Regions from separate parts of the Rattus norvegicus genome. Here region 1 is linked to region 2. Evidence: chromatin contacts called from public Hi-C data. All regions are on one chromosome and are shown on one strand. The core of a region is the stretch at or near the end of the contact, and the rest is flanking DNA. Distances in the headings are between cores, read along the strand shown. Region 1 holds the start of Rnf144a (ring finger protein 144A). Region 2 overlaps Rnf144a (ring finger protein 144A).

Region 1 (3,648 bases), core at 570-3,069, 35 kb after region 2:
CCCCTTGTTATGCATACACTGATGATAGTGGTCCATTGCATTCACTCCAGTACTCCATTGGTGCAAACTGGAAAAGTTCAAGGTCATGTTCGGCTCCCTCAGGAGTTCCAGGTCAGCCTGCCCTAGAGAGCCTACAAAAACCTCACTATAAAAACTAAAGACGAGTGAATATATCAAAATGTTAACTCCAGAATTCAAATTGTGTTGGGTCCAGAAAATGTCCCTCCTAGTCCAACTGAGTTCCATGCACCCATTTTCCCAGGAGGGTCACATGGAACCCTGGAACACAAAATAGGTATGTATGGCAAAGGGTGGTGCCTGACTTAAAACCCCACGGGGGAGGGGGGGGCACCTGGCCCTTTAACACTGCCACAGTCACCCTGAAGCATGAAGTAGTTACTGTTTGTTTCAAGACCACCCAGGAGTCCCACTCAACAGAGGCCAAGTCCAGAGTCTTGGCCTCCAATTCAAAATCCCCTCTACACATACTTCCTGAACAGTCTTTAAAATGTAATAAAAGCCAAACTGTGGGAGACACTAGAAAAAGTAGTACAGCCCACGGGTGCCACTGAGGAGGAACAAAACTTTGGTTCTCTGGAAGCCACGGAGGCAACCCCATGGGAACGGTTCTTCACACTCTGCATTCCTTTGCTGGTGCTTTTTCCACCACCCTGGCTACGCCCCACTGGTCATCTGATTCCACAACTCTTCCTTTAGAACGGCCCCTGTCTCTGCCCTCTTATCCTAGGGCGCCCTAACCACCTTTCCTTCCATCTGCTATTGTGTTTTTATGCATCTCTTAGCAGTCTAAACTACCACCCTGGCCAGGGTCATGGAGAAGGACCTGTCTCCCAGACACCCCTCCTGGAAGGTCCTTCCTTCCTAAAAGTGTCCTAAGCAAAATTGTTCTGTCCTTCTAATCCTAGGACACTGGAATACACGGAACCGTGGGAAGGGTTCCCAGAGCCTTGTCTAGCTCTCCTTGTTATGTGGCCTTTGACCCTGCACCAGGCAGGCTGTAGATAACTGTTCAAAATAAGCATACTTTAAAGCATTCTCTGAAAAAGAGACCAAACAAGAACTAGAGCAAACTTTAGGTACGACCACCAGAGACCCGCCTAGGGTGAAGAAGTCGCCTCTTCCCGCGCAACGGAGGCGGCCAGGAAGCCTTCTGTTAGCAGGAGCGATTAAATCTCTGAGCTCCAGGGACGGTGCAGAAAACCGGGAGCAATGCGGAGCACGGAATGCGAGAGTCCTGAGGGGACTCCTCAGGAAAGAGAGGTGCAAGGGACACCGAGACTCCTGGGCCAGAGGCCAGCAGAGGACCATGCCCATGGCTAGGCGCGGCTAAGCACTGCGGGGTACTCGCGACTGCCACTGTCTAGAACGGACCGGACCTTCCCCACGCCCTCGCTCTACCCATGGCCAGGTCACGGCGGGAGTCCACCCAAGGCCTGCAGACGGCCGCCCACCCGGGCCACTCCAGCTCAGCACATCCCGCGCCTGCGGCTGTAGACTTCTCCGTGGCGCGCGATCCCCAAGTGCAAGCGGCCAGGAGGACGCGGCCGTCACCCAGCGGACTCAAGGAGCAGAGCCCTCATCGCCTCCCCGGAGCCCGCGGGTCACCGCCCGGCAGCACCGGTTAGGGGGCCGAAACCAGCCCCGCACAGCCTTGTCCCGCGCGGCCCGCTCGGGCGATGCCGACACAAAGGGGACGCGCGCGTCACCCACCTGGTCCCGCGCGGTCCGGGCTCCCGCTCGGCCTCTTTGCGCGCGGTTGCGATGGCCCCGCCCGGTGCCGGCTCGCGGGTGCTGCTGCCCCGTCAGCCTCCCGCGTGCAGCCCGCCCCGCAGCGCAGCGCCCTTTATGCCTCCCCGCCCTGCGCCCCGAGAGCTGCGCGTGGGGTCGACGGGGCGCGAGCGCGCACTAAAGCGCGGGCGCGGGAGGCAGAGCCAGTTTGCACGCCAGCGCCCCCTGCCGTTCAGAGGCGCCTTAATGTCCATGCACCAGGACCAGCTGTGCAGCCCCCACCAATGCCAGAGGACCCAGGTCAGCTTACTGACCTTATGGTGCCTTTCGGGGGTACAATGAGACCTCCTGAAGTTGTACCCCTACTTCCAATACCAGAAGAGCAAGTCCCAACAGCTACAAAGAAATGTGTTAAAGAAAAAAAAAGACCCTACCAATGAGGAACTGGGAATATCGTTCAGCGGGATATCTGGGACCCTCTACTGTAGTCTGGCTATGCAAATTATAGTAAGCCTCTGAACTTGACAGAACCTACTAGGCGATCTGCCTGTGGGTACTTTAAAAGAATCATCTTTTCACCCAAGTTCTGATGAAGCAAATGGATGGAAGAGTTCTCAACGGGCCCGGGCCTGAGGCTAAGGCTCCGTGAGTATATGTGGCGTATATGTGAAACAAAAGCCACAGCATTTTGTTTCTTTCTCTTAGCGCCTAAAATCCACCAGTGGATGGGAATTCCCATAAGTTATTCTCTTGCAATCCCTCTGTTAGTTCCTGAAAATTCATGTCAAACGTGCAAAAGTGGGCGAACCCTTTGAGTATGTATTATGGCTAGAATGAAATGTCGCCACAGGCATGTGTTCTGAACGCTTGGTCCCCATCTGGTAAAGATATTTCTGGGAGGTTCTGGGAATGTCCGGAGATGAGAGTTAACTAGGGAAGGCTCGAGGGGGGGCGGGGCGTGAGGGGGAGGTTGATCCTCTCTCTCTCTCTCTCTCTCTCTCTCTCTCTCTCTCTCTCTCTCTCCCTCCCTCCCTCCCTCCCTCCCTCCCTCCCTCCCTCCCTCCCTCCCCTAAGATGTTCTGCTCAAGCACTTTGGGCTCAAACAGCTGAGGACTGCACCCTTTGGCTAGGGGACTGGAGAGCCTCTGTTTGCTAACTCGCTCGACTTCTCCGGTTTTCCCCTGGAGAATTAAAACAGGATTAAAAGCTCTGTACCCTCTACTTTCTGCTACTACATTCCCGGGTACATATGTGTGTATACATGTGTACGTGGGTATGTGTGCAAGCCAAAAGGCAATGCTGGGGTGTTCACTTCTCTTTCTCTACCCTATATTATGACCCTAAACTCCTCTAATTCAGCTAGCTTGGTTGGCCAGCAAGCTCCGGAAGCCCTCTGTGCTATTACCCCAAACCCCATTACCCAGTGCTAGGATGGCAGGCATACACGACACCTGTACTCTTACGTGGATGCTGGTTACTAAGCTCAGGTCCTCAGGCCTGTATGACAAGCACTGTAGTGACCGAACTGTCTCCCCAACCCCTACATCCATACCCTCACCAGTTACCGCGTTGACTGTTTCTAATCTTCAGAAACACACACTTGGAGGACGTGGTGCCTCATACAAAGAAGGCTAACATTCTGAGGGCTGAGGTAGAAAGAATTGCAAAGTCAAGGTCAGCCTGGACTAGATAGTGAGACTCTGTGTCCAATAGGCAAAAGTCAAAACAAAACAAGGACACGCGTGGCCTCCCAGAGCCTTGGCTTGCATCAGACTCTGTATAAATGCCATTGTTCAAGAAAGCGCACAGTGTGAAGAATCCTAACAACAGCACTTTGTTGCTTCGGCCTCTCACTGAAAGATAGAAATAGTTTGGCCTGAAGGCCTGAGCTTTGAGAGA
Region 2 (3,290 bases), core at 144-2,643:
TTGTTCATGATATTGTTTCAAAAAGCCACTCCCTCACTTTCCAGAGACCCCTGGGCAAAGAGAAGGTCTATGTAAGACACAGTAGAGTCCAAAGAACTGAAGAGCAGCACCAAGTCTCTGGAGGATACCTGGAATGTGTTGGTGGGCTAGAGAAGAGTAGCTTCCTTAGGTGTTGCTTCAACCCAACTTAGTCCACACAGCCCTAGGTACCACTGATGAGAGTCTTCAACCACAGGTATCTCTAGATGTTTGACATTTGAGACTAAACCTATGGGGACAGCAAGGGGCCTCAGGAGTAAAAGCTCTTGCCGCTGAGTCTGATCTACGGTACGAGTGTCAAGGTGTGAAAAAATAACCAACTCTACAATGATATCCCTAACACAGCACACACACACACACACACCACCACCACCACCACCACCACCACCACCACCACCACCACCAGTAACAACAAGTTATTAGAAAAGGAACATATGTATATGAGTATTCTATGTACACCTTGTGCCTAGTGCCCACAAAGGCCAGAGGAGGTCATTTGATCTCCAGGATCCAGGGCTAACAGTTGTTATGATCCACCATATGGGTGCCCTGAAGCCAGGTTATCCGCAAGAGCATGAAGTGCTCTTATCTAACCACTAAGCCATCTCTTACATCTTTTTACACTGTGAAAAGAAAGGAGGAGGAAGCTGTGTGGCTCAGAGATGCTGAGAATCTTGCTGAGGTGAGCGGTGACTGGAAAGCACGTTGTGCTCTTCCCATTTTGTATGAATTTTCTGCAAGGCTTTCAGATCACGCACTGGGGAACCCTCTACACATGCCTGCACATCTTCAGAAGCACGGATGCTTATTCTCAGTGGGAAGCCAAGCGGCTGGGTGAACACCACTGTTAACAGGCATAGCATCAAACAGATCCAAGGACCCTATGAAACGGGGAATCTGGGTCTAAGAGACTCTTGGACTTAAGACTCAACTGCAAATCATACTCCCTAGGGAACATTTATTGCCCAGGGTACCTCGGTTTCGTCGCCTGTGACTAGGCTGCGTCTCACAGGCTGCCATGGGATATATACTATGACTTCTAGTCTAAAATATAACAATCAAATAATGAGACCGAAAAAACAGAGAGTTACATGGCCTTCCACTGGATGCTTCTGGCTTCTCCCTAGTGACACACCTCTTTTAAGTACAGAACCAGCACTGGGTATCAAGGTCCCCAAAGCCGGGGGTATCCTGAGCAGTTTACCAGCAAATAGAGTGATCTTTTTTCAGAGCACCTCATCTCTGTCAAAGTAGGCACAAGAAAAGAATTTGCCAGTGAGCATCCAGGACTCCTCAGTGGTCAGACACTGTCCCCTATGAATCAGACAACCCCTTAAATGTGGTCTGTGCTATTCTGAAACCCCCAATAACCTCTCAAAAGGTTAAAAAGGATCGTCTTATTTTGAAAGGCCCCAGAGGACCTTTGGGCATGTCAGATTTTTATAGCTTCGTTCAGGGTCAGAAGATGTACGGATTTTTTCATTCCCTCTGAATTTAACCAGTATTTAAGTGTACCGATTATAGCTGGAAACACACGTCTCTTTCCAGCATGTGGTTGAAGAGGTGGACGGGGAAACAGCTTTGGAAATTTACAGCCCAGAAATAGCATGTGGTCTGTCTGCTTGGGAAGAACCAACTCCTCTGTGACAAACAGGGAGAAGCCCAGCATCGACCAGCAAATAGACAACCCAGACAGCAGGGATTTTTGTCCTGGTGCCCATTACTGGACACCAGGCAGGCTTCCCAAGTCTAGGACACACCAGAGGCCAGCACAGCTTGGAATGTAGGGATTGGCCAGGCTGAAATAAGTGTGGGCCACTCGAGCAAGATGTGTCCTGACAGGAGGCTGACTTAAAGGAAGCAGTAAGGAGTTAACAGCACTGGCTGCTCTTCCAGGACTAGGGTACTTAGCACCCAAGGGGTGGCTCATAACCATCTGTAACTCCAGTCCCAACACCCATCAGGCATACAAACAACACACACATTTTCAAAAATAGATATTTGTGTGTGTGTGTGTGTGTGTGTGTGTGTGTGTGTGTGTGTGTGTGTGGTGGGTAGGAGATAAAAGTGAAATGTACCAACCATTTCCTAATTGCCTTGCATGAAGGAGCTGCTACTGTGCCTGGTTGTGGCACATTAGGTGGTCTGGAGGGGGCTTTGGAGATCTGCTGTTCTAGCCACTGGCCAGCTCTGAAGCTTCTGGTATCGAGTTCCTGTACTTCTGACATGGGGTGAAGAGTAAAAAAGTCCCTGCGGGGTCTGTGGATATTCTGACTTTATCCTGGAAGCTCGGGCTAGAAGACCATGGTGAACACAGGCCACGGGAGGTTTGTTTTTTTTCCAATCTGGGCCTAGGCAGAATGTTGTTGTAACTTAGTTTTAAGGAATAGATTTCTTTAAGACGACCTGTGGGAAAGGATTGCTACACTGCCATTCCCAAAATAACATCTGGGAACCCCTGCACGGAACGATCTCTACCATTTACTCTATGCTGAACTTTCTGTGGTTCTACTTTTAGACACACATTAACTCACAGTAAGGCATGCAGAAGAAAAGGGACCCAGCTCTGTACCACAGACACCTTGTAAATGCACCCGGCAGTGAAGCCATGATGTGTGCCCCAATTTCAGGTCCCGGGGGGCACTAAAATGGAAAGTACATGTGCACATGCGAGGAGGCAGGTGCCTTCACCAATCTGCACCTTGCTGTTTGAGGCAGAGTCCCTCACTGAAGCCAGAGCTTGCAATTCTGCTAGACTGGTTCTCCAGTAAGGCCCACAGATTCTCCCACGTCTGTCTCTCCAATGTTGGAATTGCAAGGCACTCCAGGCTTTTGCTTAACATAGATTCTGGAGGCACCAAATTCAGACCTACATAGCAGCCTATTATGGACTAACCCATCTCTATGGCTAGATAATTACTAATCTTAATACTGTAGCAACATTCCTTCTATATGTTGTGACATGGGCTTAAGCTCCTTTACAGGAGTGAGAACTGAACTGTTCACCTAGCTCAAATGGATCAAAAATACCTCTTCCACCTTGGCTGTTAGTCACACCTCTTCACAATGGTTGTGAGACACCTCCTAGCAGAGAATGGATCCCACCCTCAGTGTTCTGCACAGTGATATCTGCTTTGAGCCACAGGGATTTTTGAGCGCTCAGGAGCCACAAAGACAAAGCTGAGCTGCCCACTTCCCTCTGATGCTATGAAGACAAAATGCCCTGGCACAAAGTGGGACTTCAAATATAG

The links. Hi-C and Micro-C count contacts between places; a contact is called where the count stands out from the background.
Region 1: a Hi-C map of frontal cortex shows a contact between it and region 2, with 1.9 times the contacts expected there. The contact joins the promoter of Rnf144a here to the enhancer-like site in region 2. A contact is called at or near these places in 2 of 12 Hi-C or Micro-C datasets (frontal cortex and liver).

The regions. Positions count from the first base shown.
Region 1 is chr6:48,746,358-48,750,005 of GRCr8, forward strand. It overlaps Rnf144a (ring finger protein 144A), which reads right to left and starts at 1,820. Exons shown (of 9, transcript NM_001082410.1): 1 at 1,732-1,820. LOC134479352 (a long non-coding RNA gene) reads left to right here and starts at 1,938. Exons shown (of 2, transcript XR_010052554.1): 1 at 1,938-2,394.
Region 2 is chr6:48,711,293-48,714,582 of GRCr8, forward strand. The region is part of intron 2 of Rnf144a (ring finger protein 144A); the gene reads right to left. Among named protein-coding and RNA genes, the nearest start is that of Rnf144a, 35 kb to the right of the region's middle. Within about 2 kb of position 1,394, at least 6 of the 93 cell types and tissues checked have an H3K27ac peak or open chromatin away from gene starts, as enhancers often do.